Linked DNA regions of Oryctolagus cuniculus: region 2 is linked to region 1. The links are chromatin contacts, called in public Micro-C maps. All regions are on one chromosome and are shown on one strand. Each heading gives the region's core, a stretch centred on a gene start, on an enhancer-like site or on the middle of the called end of the contact. The rest is flanking DNA. Distances are from core to core; before and after follow the strand shown. Region 1 holds the start of HPDL (4-hydroxyphenylpyruvate dioxygenase like). Region 2 holds the start of HECTD3 (HECT domain E3 ubiquitin protein ligase 3).

Region 1 (7,824 bases), core at 1,635-4,134:
GGTGAGAGCTTCCGGGGTCGGCTCGGCTAAGTGAGAGCTAAGGTGAGGGTCATGAAGCCAGAAGGTAGCGAGCTGGACTTCCCGTTGATCTGCGCGTAGCTGCAGGAAGGGGACGGAGGTTAGGATTTCCGAGGAAGCAGAGTTCCTCTGCTCGCCGCCAGGGCTGAGAGCTGGAGGAGGGACGCGGATCCACGACTTGGGCTCCTCAGCCCCCACAGCTCCCTGCTCCCCCTGGCGACCTAGGCACCGTAGAAGGCCGAAATGGCAGAAAGCCTCCAGCGGTGCCACCACTCGGCTCCGCACCACTCACTGTTGGACTCCGGTTCACCTCGGTCTCGACCTGCCCTTCTACCCTGTGCCACCGATAGTCCCAGAGGGCATGGCGGCCAGGTCGGAGGATCGACCTTGGGACCGTCCCCCAGGGTCCTGCTGTAAGGGAACAAATGCCCTACGTAGATCACTGCCTGCATGCCGTCAGGACTGCGGGAAGTGGAGTCTGGCCAGGGGGAGACCCCGCATCCACGATTCCCTCTGTCCCCATTTCAACTCTTCAGAGCCCAGTCTGAGCCCTAGACCAAAGTCAAGAACAGTCCCGTGTAGGACACCATGACCCAACCATAATCATCCTCATCTTTAAGATAGCCCCCACTTAGCTTCTAGAACCCTTATCCGGAGCAGATGGCAAATGAGGGACCAGAAGTCTTATTTCTGCTCTTTTGTACCTGTGGCTCATGATTGGAAATTCCTGCAGCTGGACCCAAGACCTGGAAACTAGAACTGCTTCCTCGTGGGGCCTCGGACCCGGTCCACCCCAGCCCTTTAGAGCCCTGTAGGCAGAGCTCTTTGCCCAGGAATCCACAAAACATTCTCAGTGTTCAGGCCTAGGGAGGAGTAACCCCTCCCTGTGCCTGTTACTCCTGATCCTGCTGCAGTTCCTCTTCGTGACTATGACCTTTGCTACTTTGTCTGCGCTTGCCCCACAGCTGGCCAGGGCAGAGCTCCTCACTACCAGTCCTGGCCCTTTCTGGGTACTGTTCTCCAGGCTACAGGCCTAAACACCCAGCCAGGCCTCTTTCTTTCTTTTAAAGATTTATTTATTTGAAAGGCAGAGTTACAGGCAGGCAGAGGCAGAGAGAGAGAGGTCTTCTAGATTCACTCTCCAAATGGCTGCAACAGCCAGAGCTGCACCAATCTGAAGCCAGGAGCTTCTTCCAGGTCTCCCACATGGGTGCAGGGGCCCAAAGACTTGGGCCATCTTCTACTGCTTTCCCAGGCCATAGCAGAGAGCTGGATAGGAAGTGGAGCAGCTGGGACTCAAACTGGTGCCCATATGGGATGCCGGCATTGCAGGCGGCGGCTTTACCTGCTATGCCACAGTGCCGGTCCCCAGGCCTCTGTCTAAGCCCTAGCCCATGACATCCTTCTCCCTCCTGCCTGTGAAGCTGATCAGGCTGTCTGGCTCCCATCCCAGCGGTCTCCCCAGCAGCATGTTTCATTGCTCCTCTGGGAGTGGGGCTCACATTCTCACAGAGCTTTGCTTATGCAGTTTGCCCATCTTGGATGCCCTTGGCTAACCCCTGAAAGGCCACCCAGCTGAAGTCAGAAAACTAATTCACTCAATCCAGTGATCTCATGCAGTCCCAGGTTCCAAGAGTAGCAGGGTGCCCAGAAATCTCTGGCTCAGTGCCCAGCTAGGAAACTTCAAAGTGTAAGGACTCCTGAGTTCTAGTCCTAACAGGGTGGGGAGGGTGAAGAACACCAGTGCAGCCGTTCTTTCAGGGCCTGAACTACCAGGATTTTCTCCAAATTTTGCTTGGGACAAGGGAGTTAAAAGTGTTGAGATGTGAGATTGACAAGACAGATGCGGCTGAGAGATGGCACAAATGGAAGGAGAGATATGTAGAAGCAACTCAATGGCCCATCTTCCCATAATACCACTTCTTTGGACCATTTCAGAGAGGGAGCCAAAATATGTAACTTGAAATATTTTAGCATATATTTTTAAAAAGATGTATGTATTCAAAAGAGTAATGGAGAGAGGGGGGAGAAACAGAGATCGTCCGTCTGCTGGTTCGCTTCCCAGATGGCTGCAACAGAGCTGGACCAGGCTGGACCAGGCGCTTCATCTCGGTGTCCCACCTAGGTAGCAGGGCCCCAGATACTTTCCTAGGCCATTAGCAGGGAGCTGGATCGGAAGCGGAGCAGTGGGGACACAAACCAGCACCCGTGTGGTTTGCCAGCGTCACGGATGGTGCTTTACCTTCTATGCCATCATGCCTGCCCCCTAATGTTGTTGATGTTTTAATATTAAAGGAGCACTAGGGGCCGGGCATTGTGGTGTAGCAGGTTAAGCTGCCACCTGCAACACCAACATCCTGCTCCCATCCAGCTCTCTGTCAATGCATCACGGAAAACAGCGGAAGATGGCCCAAGAGCTTGGGCCCCTGCACTCATGTGGGAGACCAGGAAGAAGCTCCTGGCTCTGGCTTCCACCTGGCCCAGCTCGGACCTTTGCAACCATTTGGGGAGTGAACCGGTGGATGGCAAAGCTAACTCTCTCTATTCCCCACTCCCCATAACTCTGCCTTTTAAATAAATAAAATCCTCAAAAAAAAAGAGAAAAAATAAAGCAAATTCCTGAATTGTAAAGAAAAACATGAAACTGCTAAGAAAGTCTGTGCTTGAGGGAGAATTCAGGCTCCTCTCACCCCGGGCTGAGTCTGCTGAGCTGGGGGATGAGGGAGAGCCGAGTGAAGGCAGCAATTGTGATCTCCCTAAGGGTGTGACCCTGGGGAGGAGCGGCGCGGCGTCCTTGTGCTACCCGCGGCTGCGGGTCTGGGGGTAAAGGCGGAGTCACAGGCCCCGCCCCCTCCCCCTACTCCGCCTCAGTGCTGGCTCCGCGTGGTTCTCACAGGTCCGGGATCTGCGGTGTCCCCAGGCGGCTCCACGCCGGGGTGCTGCTGCAGGGAGAAAAGCCCCGAAAGACTTCAACCTGGAAAAGAGCAAGGAACGCTCCCGGGAGACAGAACTGGCCTGCCCCGGTTTACGACCGGCTTCCGACGACTAGCCTGGGACTGAGAATCCCAAAGTGCCAAGCGACAAGCGAGCCGCTCCAGAAGGAAAGGACCAGTCGCCTCCCAGCCCGCCATGGCGGCGCCCGCCCGCAGACTGTGCCACATTGCCTTCCACGTGCCCGCCGGACAGCCCCTCGCCCGCGACCTGCAGCGCCTCTTCGGCTTCCAGCCCCTTGCGGTGCGGGAGGCAAACGGCTGGCGGCAGCTGGCTCTGCGCAGCGGTGATGCCGTCTTTTTGGTTAACCAGGGCGCGGGGCCGGGGGAACCCCTGTACGGGCTGAACCCGAATCACGCTGTGCCCAGCGCCACGAACCTGTGCTTCGACGTGGAGGATGCCGGCGCCGCCTCCCGGGCGCTGGCCGCTAGGGGCTGCAGCTTGCCAGTGCCCGCTGTGAGCGTGCAAGATGCGCAGGGAACCGCCACCTACGCCGTGGTCAGCTCACCTGCCGGCAATCTCAGCCTGACCTTGCTGGAGCGTGCCGGCTATCGCGGACCCTTCCTGCCCGGCTTCCGGCCGCTGACCTCTGCGCCGGGCCCCGGCTGGGTCAGCCACGTGGACCACTTGACCTTGGCCTGCAACCGTGGCAGTTCCCCCACACTTTCGCGCTGGTTCGAGGACTGCTTGGGTTTTCGCCACTTGCCACTGAGCCCAGGTGAGGATCCAGAGCTGGGCCTCGAGGTGGCAGCAGAGTCCGGGTGTGGGGGACTGCGGCTCACCGCCCTGCAGTCCCCAGTGGGCAGCGCCGTCCCTACCCTTGTGCTGGCTGAGTCCCTGCCGGGGGCCACAAACAAGCGGGACCAGGTGGAGCAGTTCCTGGCCCGCCATAGGGGGCCTGGGCTGCAACATGTAGGGCTCTACACACCAAACATCATGGAGGCCACTGAGCAGGTGGCACGGGCCAAGGGCCAGCTCCTGACTCCTCCTAAGGCCTACTACCAGCAGCCAGGCAAAGAGGAACAGATCTTAGCCTCAGGGCACAAGCCTAGCCTTCTGGCCCAACAAGGAATCCTGCTAGATGGCCATGCAGGCAAGTTTCTACTTCAGGTCTTCACCAAGTCTCTCTTTGCTGAAGACACCTTCTTCCTGGAGCTGATTCAGAGGCAGGGGGCCACAGGCTTTGGCCAGGGCAACATCAGGGCCCTGTGGCAGTCAGTGCAGGAACAAGCTGCTAGGGGCCTGGAAGACTGAGGGCCAGAGCTGGGTGCAGCCACCTGCCCTGGAACTCAGGAATACACCCGCGCACACACAAGGCCAGGAGAGTGAAAAACACTGCCCGTGGGGGCCAGGTGTGGCTTCCATCTCGTCAGGATGTGCCAGAAGCTGAGACTCAGACTGGGCTCCAAAGAGGTGCAATTTTTTTTTTTTAAATATAAGACTTTTCTTGGGGCTGGTGCTGTGGCACAGTTGGTTAACCCTCCACCCGCAGTGCCAGCATCCCATATGGACACCAGTTCGAGTCTCGGCTGCTCCACTTCCGATCCAGCTCCCTAATTGCCTGGGAAAGCAGTAGACGATGGCCCAAGCCTTGGGCCCCCTGTACCTACATGGGAGACCTAGAAGCTCCGGGCACCTGGTTTCAGATTTGCCCAGCTCCAGCTGTTGCAGCCGTTGGGAGTCAACTAGTGGATGGAAGACCTATATCTCTCCCTCTCTGTAGCTCTGCCTCTCAAATAAATAATCTTTAAAAAAAAAAAAAAAAAAGACTTTTCTTACACAGTCTAATACATATGCAAGATATAAAGAAGTATGATTAGGAAATAGCACATACTTTTGAAGCAGCCTATATCTCTCTGATCCCACTTCCCTCTCACATGTTGTGATTATTACGTTGTGGTTATTAACCCTTTGCTTTTTTGTATCACTGTATATGTACTACATCCATAAATAAAGAATTCAGTATTTGAGGGAGGAATGTAGGACAGAACAAACCCTCCCCTGTGTTCCCCCTCTCCCTAGGGAGCAACCACTGGGGTGGGAAGGGCCTGGATCAGGGTTAAACCCAAGCACCTGCTCTAGGGTGATGCCACTGCTCCAATCAAAGCCGACCTGAGACCCAGGCTGAGGGTGTTGGGTGTCAGCCGCTGGCAGGTGTTCACCCTCTCTGCTGAGGGCTACAGGAGGACAGACCACTTTGGACAGAAAACTCCTCCTCCATCTGCAAGGGCTGGCTGGGAGCATGGCCAGTGGAAGTCAGAACCAGGACATCACCATTTTCTGGTCCCTCAGAGGTGAGGGAGAGAATTAGGGAGAGGGTGCAAAGCTCTCAAACATTTCTAAAAAACTAGCACTTTATTTAATAAACAACAGGATTGTGGGTGAGGGTCTTCCAGAGGCATCAGTGGGTGGCACTGCTGAGGCTGGGCACATCCACGGGGATGCAGGGCCTAAGGAAACTATCCAGGACCTGCTGGCCCTTGCTGGGCCTTTTCCGACCAAGTGGAACGGACATGGGGGACCTTTTGGAACCCTGTACGGAATCCAGATGAGGGAGGCACTGAGGTAAGGGCAGCAGAATCCTCTCCTTCCTCCCCTCCTCCCACTCTATAGATCCAGCTCATCTTCTAGCCGGAAATCCTGGAGGGCTTTCGGGCTGCCTCCACTATCTGCCCCTTCAGCCAACTTTCCAAAAGGTAACTCATGAAAACCTTTCAAAGACGCAACCCTGAGCCCGTGTCTCTCCCACCTAAAATGCCGCAGTGGCCTGCTGTCCACACCCGACTGACCTCTGCAGCTAAGCCAACACCCACTGCTCTCTGAGCACTGCAGATTGCACTGTGCCCCACCTGTCCTCACCTTACTTTGGGATCTGGAAAGAGCATCCTTACTGCAGAGACCCCTCCCAAACCTGAGGAAACCACTCATTTTAAGGACCCAGGTTACCACCCACTCCCAAGCAACCTTTCGAGATCCTGGGCTCCCAGACAGAATGAATGGCTCCCCATCTCATTTCCCATAAAACCTAGCACGAACATTCCACACACTGTGAACTGGACTGTCCTCATCAAGGTGCTTTTGTCCCCAGACCCTGCACCTGACATTGTCAAGTCCCCAGATCAGGAACTTTTCCTCCCCATCTAGTGAAACCTGGAGCGGAGAAGATTCACCCAAACGTGTCAGCTGACCGGCTAAGTGCCCATGGATGTGGGCCTGGGAAGAGACAGCTGGGTGGAGGCCAAGAGACTTACCTTGCAGGTCCCTGGCTTTTGGCCCTCATACACACGGAAAACCTAGCCAAGAAGAGGGCGGGAGAGGAAGGGCTGGCAACGTCTCTGAAAGAGCCAGACCCGTGTTCTGCCCTCCACTTCATGCCCCCGCACTTTCATTTAAAACATTCCTTTTTTTTTTTTTTTTTCTGTTTCCACAGTAACAGTTTCTTGTATAACATGTGGGTAGCCAAAAAAAAAAAAAAAAAAAAAAAGTACAACAAAGACAATAAAAGTAGTGCCTTTTTCATGGCCGTGGAGACTGCCGCAGTGTGAAATTCCTCCCGGGTCAGCCAGCGAGCGCCAGGTGGTGTGCTTGCCAAGGTCTGGCCTTCCAGGGCCAGACCATACACTTGATACGTCACCTTGATGTGAGAGAATGTGTGGACCACCTGTGTGGAGTGCCAAAGGGCTGCAACAGGCCTGTGGATGCGGCTAGGAGAGCCATCATCCCCGGCCCCGCCCTGCCCACTCACCTCCCCGAGGTGCCGGAGCTGAGCAGCAGGGAGGGGCCCAGCCCAACTCTGCAGTTCCTGAAGCAGTGCCTTGTGCTGATGCTGCACTGGGGACTCCAAGGTCACGGACGGGAACTCCCACAGCCCTGCCAGCAGACCTGAGAGGGAGGGCAGCCCGGTGCGGGTTAGGTTTTAGCTGCTGCCGCCTCCATTCCTCCCTTGGTGCTCATGCCACAGCCCTCCACATCCATGATCCAGGTACCTGAGCTGGGCCTCTGGACCAGCAGAATGCGGGCACCTCCAAGGGCCTTGGGCTGCTCCAGGACACAGGTGGCAGAGCACTCCTCCCTGGGGGGCCTGCGGCTGGCCTTTCGGGGAAAGTTGGCCACTCCCAGGGTCTGGTCCCAGGGTTCTGAAGGAGGTGGGCACAGCTGGCACTGTCCAGTACCAAGAGCTGGAAATAAAGCCCCGAGCCCCACTCAGGTTAGGCGGGCTTAAGTGCCAGGCTCAGAGGGCAGGCTTTGGCCTGCTCTGCGGAATCTCACTCAGCCTTTAGGAAGCACCGGAATGAGACCCCCACAGGCAGCTGCCTGAGCACTGGGAAAAGCTGGGGCTGGGGCTGGGGCTGGCACTCACCACACTCCTCTACATCAGGATTGCCTGGCAGGCTCCGTGAAGCAGACAGCTGTTCTTGCTCCACCTAAAAGGCAAATGGTACGGGGTCATGGGACAAGGGTCATTCCCAAGGACCCCTAACTTCCCCTTACTCAGGAGGCTAACCCTCTGGCGGGCCCGGCACAAGCGCTGCACAGGGCATCGTTTGCAGAGTGGGCGCTGCGGGGTGCACACTGTGGCCCCCAGCTCCATGGCTGCTTGGTTGAAGTCCCCTGGCCGTACTGGGTCCACCAACTGCTGGGCGAAGCTCCTACAAGAAGGGAATGTCACTCTGAGCCAAACGCTTTTTGGAGATATCCCTCCCAAGCTCCCCTGCCACTCCGATATCCTACCAGAGCTGCTGGAAGACAGGAGCGCTGCTGGGATCAGCACCAATGGCTCGAACACGGCACAGCACCCGCACCACATTCCCATCT
Region 2 (7,824 bases), core at 2,147-4,646, 300 kb before region 1:
TTTCTTGAGGCTCTACTAACCAAGTCCTTGCTTTGGTGCCTGGGCCGCAGTTACAGTGCCTGCTTCCCGCCTACCCTCTTAGCCTCGTCCTCCTGTCACACGAACACCTACCCGCACACGTCTCATCTTCTTGAGCTGTGGGGGACTCCCAGTATGTACCTTTCTGGCAGCCTGCCTTGCCACCTGTCATGTCCCCTCCCTCAGCCCCTGTGTACGCCACGCACTCAGCTGGGATTTTGACCACTCGTGCCAGGCTTTCTTCCAGTGTTCTCAGACCCAGCAAGGGTCCAGTCCTAGGGTAGGTTTTAGGGACTCGCTGTTGAGACTAGACAGCTACATGAGAAGGAAGAGGAAGCCCAGACTGCCAAGACCAGCACTGGCTGTGCTCACCTTAATCTCACTGAAGGTGCCCAGAGTGTGGTCCCAGGCTGGTACCAAGTGGTGCAGGACACTGTCGAGGATCTTGATGAACCTGTGGTCGGTGAGTAAAGGCAACCACAGCTGAAGAGCTTGGCATGGAAGGAAGACTCCCAACTTCCCAACAGGAGAGGGCAGGGCCCACAGCCCGCTCGGTGAGATCCTGGGGACCTCCTCCATGCAGACACACAAGGCACAGGGTGGGGAAGGCGGAGGCAGGCCCAGGAGCACAGCCACCTCTGCAGGAGGACAGCTCTGCGGTACAGTACTTCCGGGTCAGTGCCTTCCAGGCGTGGATATCGCACCAGACTGGTCGGCTGGAACAGGTCTGCATTCAACCCTAGTTCCCGCTGTCTGGATGACTTGATCTTGACCCCTCGAAGACGAACGTCAATCCCGTCATCTGGGGGAGAGGGGTCAGAGTGAGGTCATTTAATGTGCCTACCGCCCCTGGGCCCTCAGAACGGGGAAGGGCTCCTTCATGTGTCCCCTTATCCTCTAGAAACTGGGCACCTTTGGGATCCCCTCTTAGTACCAAATTCTCACCTCTACATTCTTGCTGGTTCCTCTGCCCACCATCACAACGTTCAACGCTTGAGGGCCCTACCTCAGTTCCTCGTCCAGGAGAGCCCAACCACCGCTATGGCTTTAAGGCAAGCTTATCGCTGGCACCTCCCACCTGGCTCAAGCCCCAGCGCTTCCAGTTCTGGAGTTAGTCCAGCCATTACCCAGCTCCAGGCCTAGCCCCTCCTCTCCAAACTGCCAGCTCGACCCCATCTACACACTGGAGCTCCCTTATAGCCTGAAGCCCCACCTCGGCACTCCACGATGCGGATCTCAATTATTGGGAGGTGGACGGTCATGTCCTCCAGGACACAGACATCCCCGATCAAGGTCCTGAGGAGATGGATGTGAGGCACTTCAGACCGCTGCCTCAGGCCTTCAAGGACTTCTGGGGTCCCACCCAAACTCAGGCTTTTAAGCTCAGCCATGCCCCACTGCAGGACCATGCCCCACCTCCCATCCCAGGTAGGCCTGCTCACTCGTCAATGCTCACGTCACTCAGCTTCTTCAGGTTGTCCCCTTCGCCCCCATAGACCACCACCCGCTTGGGCATAAAGTTGTCATCTGTGGTATCCACTGTGAGGAGCAGCTTCCTGAGGGGTCAGAGTGTGCACCTGACGTCTGCTTACCCACAGGCGTGTGGCTTGCCCCCCAGTCCTGCCCAGAGCCTACATACTTGACAATGGTGCCCTTCTTCATGGTAAGCCGTACCCAGTGCTGGCACTGGGAGCCATCACTCTCCCAGTAGGTATCTGCGTTGCTATCTGTCAGGCAGGACACGTTGAACTCCTCCTGGTTTTGGACAGAGAAGTGGAGTCAGTGAGCACCCTGACTGGGTACGTGCTTTGGGCCAGGGAGCACAAGACAGAAAGCACAGTGGAGTTAGGCTCAAGGGGAAATTGGTATGGGCTGGGGTGGGGCGGGTTTCCTATAGGACTCCCAAGATGAGGAGCTGGCTGGAGTGTGGCCTGTGGGCGTTCTGGTGTAGCTCTGGCCAGGAAGTGGGGGTTCTGGATCTAGCCCTGAGCTGTGACTACATCTTGCCTGGAGTGGGAGGAGTCCCAGCACCCACCGTGTAGGAGGAAACGTCTATGCTCTCCACATACTGCTTCACGCTACCCAGGTTCTCATCCTCCTTGCCCAGGTGGTCATACAAGAAGTGGATCAGGTCCTCGTCGCACTCGTAGGTCCACGTCGGAGGCACATAGCTAAGCAATCCCAAGCCCCTAATTAAGATTGGGACCAGACCTGGGCTCGTTCCTCCCCGCCCCTGCCCAGATCACTCACAGTAGCCTCTGAACAGCTTCCGTGTATGCCTCCGCCGGCTGAGGCCTCGATCCGAGGCGGTGCGAGTATGTCAGGTCCACCACCTGTTCCCACCTGCGGGCACAGAATTGGGGGTGGGATGGGGAGGCATCAGCAGGCGGCAGAACACCATCTCCGGATTCCGAAGCCTTTTCCAAAACTCTATCTCCACACCTCCAGAAGTCCCACCCAAGCCCCCTGCAGACCCCGCCCCTTCCTGCTCTGGCCATCTCTTCTCCAATAGCCCGTGCTCCAGGACGTGCCAGGAGTTCCCAGCTCCCCTGCCCCCTCAGGTGCAGAACCTGAGCACCGGCCGGTAGTCCACGCCGAAGAGCTGCTGCTGCCGCTGGAGGTGGTCCGGAGTGTCGATGGGTACGAGGCGGGCCCCGCCCTCTGCCGGGCGGCACACGAGCAGCCAGCCTTCGTCCAGCCCACAGTCGCCCAGGTGCTCCGCCAGCTGCTCCTGCCGGCGTGCGCCAGACGGGGACAGCCATCAGGGAACTGCTCCGCTGGCCGCCCTGCCCAGCCCGGGGCAAAGTGCACTGAACGCAATGCCAGTTTAATATGGGGGAGGGGAAGGAACAGCCAGGGGCTTCCCTGGCCCCGCGGGTCTCTTGCGGGGTCCCAGCAGGCCCGAGCGCACCTTTGTCAGCTTCACCCAGAGCCCGTGGCCGTTGCATAGCTCCTCGCCGGTGGTGCGCACGCAGGCGCCGCGCCGGAGCTCGATGCTGTCGCGGGCGGTGCGGAGCGGCCCGGAGCCAGTCCCGGAGGCCGGCCCCGCGGCTCCCACACGCAGCCCTAGGCCCTCCGCCTCCCACACCGGCAGGAGAACGCGCGACGGTCCCGCCGGGTCCTTGTAAAGCTTGTAGAGTACCTCCCGCGGTACGAAAGCCAGCGCTGCCGGCAGCGGCCTCCCGGCGCGGAGGCTCCGTGCTGCCTCCGCCAGGAAGCGCACGCGGCCCAGCAGCTGCCGCGGGGACTCTAGTGCCGCGCCCGGGCCAGGGCCCGCCATGGCGAAGCGACGGAGGCGAGCCGGGAGAGGGGAGCCGAGGGACGCGCCAGTCGGCGAGCTGCAGCCGCGACCTCAGGCTGCGCTTCCCACCACGCCCTGCCCCGCCTACCGACAGCTTTTGCCGTAATTTCTAGACTAAGCGCACCTCCGCGGGGTCCTGGGTACTCATACCCCAGAATGTTCCCTACCTGTGTCCCCTCCCCAGCCAACCAGAATCAAGATCAGAGTTGCGACCTGATGAAATTTTCTCTCGCCATCTCCAGTGCTACTACCATTTGCTCTCCACTGCCTCTGTCCTCGTGCAAGTCACCATCTAGACTGGATCATCTTAGCAGACATTTCTCTGGTTCTCAAGAGTTCCTGATTTCGCGTTCCAGTCCTCAGCGAGTCCTATCACAACCAGAAGCACCTGTACAAATCTGCTGAATAAAGTGGGGTGACCCTTTCTCCGGCAACTGACAGGAGTCCTGACCCGTTTAGGCTTTTGAAAAATTCTGGTTGTTACGCCTCATCCCAAGAAACTGCCCATCAGTATCCACTTTGATGTGATTGCAGATGTCTGGTCTCTCATCAGTCTGTAACTCCTTAAAGGGGCTCCAGCTGGGGCTGACGCGCTTAGCACCGACCGCAGTGCTCAATTCTGAGTAGGTAACGGAAGTATACAGAAGAGGAGTTCAGTTCTCTGTGTACAGCCTCTTTTGCACCGTCTGCTACATTCCTGGCTGGATAAGATTCTAGACTCGTGGGCAGTGGAAATGACAGTGAGGCCTGGGTCAAACTGGCAGGATTTCCTGACTCAGATATGAACACATTTCTGACACCAGCAGTAAGAACTAGTTTTAGCGGAGCTCGTGCCTTTGGACGTTTGGTGTTTCGTCGCTACAGCGGACTTTACGGTGGAAAATGGTTAGGGTCCTACAGGCGGCAGCCGGGGCAGCCCCAGAACTGTCACTGAAGTCCGATCACGTGGCGTCCAAAATGGCGACGCCCTCGGGACGCTTCAGGAAGGGGCGGAGCCTGGACTGCCTGTCTGCTCTTATTCAAGGTTCAAGCGGCGAACGCGCTCGCAGTTGCGACATACCATGGAGACGAACGGGTTAGGGTGAGTTCTCTGAAGTAGGCTGTGCGGCTAGCGGGGCTTCTGATCTGAGTCTTCCAACTCAGGAACCGATATATTCCCCGTTCCCTGGGAACCTAGCAAACCAGAACGCCAGTAGTCTGAATCCTGCAACCACGCAGGGACCTTCATTCCTGGGATCTCCTTGCCGGACTGTGTCCCCCAGACTTTTATTCCAGGGGCTATCCTAGGACTTCCAACTAGAACCCCTATTCTGGGATCGTCAACTCTGGGCCTTCTTCGTCCGCCAGTCGGAGGCTCCTGGCCCTGGCACCAGCCCTCTGCCACCCCGGTTCCTACATTTTCTTGTCCGAAGGTCCGCCTCCCTCAAACTATTCCTGCTGGGCTTTCATCTTTTCTTCCCAATTCCCTTCGGTTGCTTTGAGGTTGGGAACGAGGACTACGTGTAGGAGAGAGGCCCCAGTGGGGACCCTTGCTACCGTCTTGTGCAGCGCCCGATAGGCACAGAGGGCGGGGAGCCATGGCTTGGGGACTGGCCTGGAGGCGGCAGATAGCGGTGCCAGACTGAATCCGCCTTAAAAGCCAGCGCCTTCCCCAACCCCCAGCCCAGCATACTGACACTATCCCCACCTCCACCTGACCGCCAGACCCAAGGGGTTTCCGGAGCTGAAGAATGACACGTTCCTCCGTGCAGCCTGGGGAGAGGAAACAGACTACACTCCGGTTTGGTGCATGCGGCAGGCAGGCCGCTACCTACCAGGTCAGAGCCAGGACTCGGGCATCTGTGTAAAACTGGAGGGCGAGTTTTGAGTAGGGCAAGGCTCTAGCGGGCCTCAGTACTGAGCCCTGTCTTCCTTCTCCTGTCTGCAGAGTTTAGGGAAACGCGGGCTGCCCAGGACTTTTTCAGCACCTGTCGCTCTCCTGAGGCCTGCTGTGAACTGACTCTGCAGGTGAGGGGTCCAGAAAAGAGGGAGGGACTTATGCCCTCAGCTTGTCACCTAGCAACTTGTTTCCAATTCCCTGCAGCCACTGCGTCGCTTCCCTCTGGATGCCGCCATTATCTTCTCCGACATCCTTGTTGTACCCCAGGTACCGACTCAAAACTGATCCTGGAATGGGTAAAAACAGGGAAAGGACTCTGGAAGTCCTATCCGTTCAGTGAAGGTTCAAGATAAACAGTCACCCTATGAAGTGGACAGAGGGTAAGCTAAGGCTAACAGATGGAGTCTGGCTGAATCATATTCTCGTTTTCCTTTCCTCCTGGTATGGGCTGAGCAGAACCTCCTGGAGTTCCAGGTTGAGGACCCAGATATTCTTTCCCCTCCAGGCACTGGGCATGGAGGTGACCATGGTACCTGGCAAAGGACCCAGTTTCCCAGAGCCAATCAGAGAAGAACAAGACCTAGAACGCCTACGGGATCCAGCAACAGTGGCCTCTGAGCTGGGCTACGTGTTCCAGGCCATCACCCTTACCCGACAGCGGCTGGCTGGACGTGTGCCACTGATTGGCTTTGCTGGTGCCCCGGTGGGTGAGACAGGCAGGGACTGCGGAGGGGGAGGTCACTGACAGTTCTGGTGCAGGCACGGGAAGGACGTGTCTTGCACCTGTGACATCCTCTTTGTACCCTTCTGCAGTGGACTCTGATGACATACATGATTGAGGGTGGTGGCTCAAGCACCATGTCTCAGGCCAAACGCTGGCTCTACCAAAGACCTCAGGCCAGTCACCAGCTGCTTCAAATCCTCACGGATGCTCTGGTACCCTATCTGGTAGGACAAGTGGCTGCTGGTGCCCAGGTGAGTCCTGAGAGAGAGACAGATAGGCTGGGGTTCAGTCAACGGGACCCGAAGCAACAGTCTCCTAAAGCTAAGAGGACACATCTTCGTGCCAGGCATGAAGATGGCTGCCTCCAGTGATCTGGTGGATCCCACCTTGACAGTGGCAGGAGGGTGTGGATGCTTCTTGTGTTCAGACCAAACCAGTGCTGGGATCTGGAGGAGGCAACACTTTTTGACTGGAACTGGGCTTTATAGACTCAGGCAGCATCTGGGATAAAAGTCACTTGGGAGAAAACTGAGGCCATTCTATATGTGAAACCTAAGATGCTTTCTGTTTGTGTGTTCTATACCTCCTAACTGTAGGCATTGCAGCTTTTTGAGTCCCATGCAGGGCACCTAGGCCCACAGCTCTTCAACAAATTTGCACTGCCTTACATCCGTGATGTGGCTAAACGAGTGAAGGCCAGACTGCAGGAGGCAGGCCTGGCACCAGTGCCCATGGTAAGGACTGGGTGGGTTGAGGCAAGCTGGGCCTGCTGACCACTGGAGGGCAGCAGAAGTACAGCCAAGAAAGGTCAGTGGGTGTAGCAGAGCCCTGTGTGTCCTCAGATCTCTTTTTCCTCCAGATCATCTTTGCTAAGGATGGACATTTTGCACTGGAGGAGCTGGCACAGGCTGGGTACGAGGTAGTTGGGCTTGACTGGACAGTGGACCCCAAGAAAGCCCGGTGAGTGATGGAGTACATCGTTGGGGTGGAGGTAGAGCAGGGGGAGCAGCTGCCATAGGGCAGTTATTACAGTGTGGCACTGGCTCTGCTTCTAGGGAGCGTGTGGGGAAGACAGTGACCTTGCAGGGCAACCTGGACCCCTGTGCCCTATATGCACCCAAGGTAACAACCATTGTTTTAAGTGTCTGTGAGCTTGTCTGTGTACTCCTATGGCTATAGATATGGTTGTGGGTATTGTGTGTGCATTTTTACTATGTCTGTCTGTTCCCACCTCTACTCTCTATAATCTAAGTCTTAGGAAGGCAGACGTTTTTATTATTTTGATTTGTGTTTTCTTAATGCCTGGCTCATGCTAGCCTCCAGTACGCTTTGTTGAATGGGTGAATAACGAGTGACAGCAGCTCAGTGTGTGTGTGTCCCTGTTACGTACAGCGCAGAGAGGCTTGCCGGCCTACTCGGTTAACAGTGCCCTGTTGGCCCCCCAGGAGGAGATCGGGCAGCTGGTACAGCAGATGCTGGATGGCTTTGGGCCACAACGTTACATTGCCAACCTTGGCCATGGGCTTTATCCTGACATGGACCCAGAACATGTGGGGGCCTTTGTGGATGCCGTGCACAGACACTCACGTCTACTTCGACAGAATTGAGTGTACACCTTTCTCCTCAAGTACCACTTGATGTTTCCAGAGAATAAAAGTTCCAGAGTTGGGTTTTATGAAACACTCGTGCCCCGATCCTTAGTTCCTTCTTAGCGTGTGCTCCTTCCTTGAGCTTTCCTCTGCATCCTTCCCGTAAGTCTTCGGGCTCAGATATTAGCACTTAACGTCAGGGTTCTCACCACCACCTGGCTCTCATATATCCAAGCCCCAGAGCTACAGGGGGTGGGGTAGAGCTTCCTCCTGGTTGGGGCTGTACATTTGGCAAGGAAAGAGGTGGGGCGGC

Evidence for each region. A called contact is a pair of places that touch in the nucleus more often than the background predicts.
Region 2: a contact with region 1 is called in a Micro-C map of ear pinna, with 4 times the contacts expected there. The contact joins the promoter of HECTD3 here to the promoter of HPDL in region 1. A contact is called at or near these places in 6 of 6 Hi-C or Micro-C datasets (ear pinna, embryonic fibroblasts, liver and 3 more).

Annotation. Positions count from the first base shown.
Region 1 is chr7:127,567,795-127,575,618 of mOryCun1.1, reverse strand. It overlaps HPDL (4-hydroxyphenylpyruvate dioxygenase like), which reads left to right and starts at 2,884. Exons shown (of 1, transcript XM_008265349.4): 1 at 2,884-4,776. The coding sequence starts at 3,148. The coding sequence ends at 4,263. MUTYH (mutY DNA glycosylase) reads right to left here. Exons shown (of 16, transcript XM_051857857.2): 9 at 7,741-7,824; 10 at 7,514-7,658; 11 at 7,370-7,433; 12 at 6,996-7,187; 13 at 6,755-6,891; 14 at 6,521-6,670; 15 at 6,261-6,302; 16 at 5,346-5,542. The coding sequence ends at 5,411.
Region 2 is chr7:127,869,885-127,877,708 of mOryCun1.1, reverse strand. It overlaps HECTD3 (HECT domain E3 ubiquitin protein ligase 3), which reads right to left and starts at 3,396. Exons shown (of 21, transcript XM_002715142.5): 1 at 2,930-3,396; 2 at 2,589-2,749; 3 at 2,269-2,361; 4 at 2,054-2,189; 5 at 1,658-1,773; 6 at 1,461-1,574; 7 at 1,232-1,314; 8 at 655-820; 9 at 391-472. The coding sequence starts at 3,298. UROD (uroporphyrinogen decarboxylase) reads left to right here and starts at 3,515. Exons shown (of 10, transcript XM_002715141.5): 1 at 3,515-4,400; 2 at 5,024-5,136; 3 at 5,247-5,326; 4 at 5,403-5,465; 5 at 5,704-5,901; 6 at 6,012-6,173; 7 at 6,519-6,656; 8 at 6,782-6,882; 9 at 6,978-7,044; 10 at 7,368-7,602. The coding sequence starts at 4,381. The coding sequence ends at 7,529.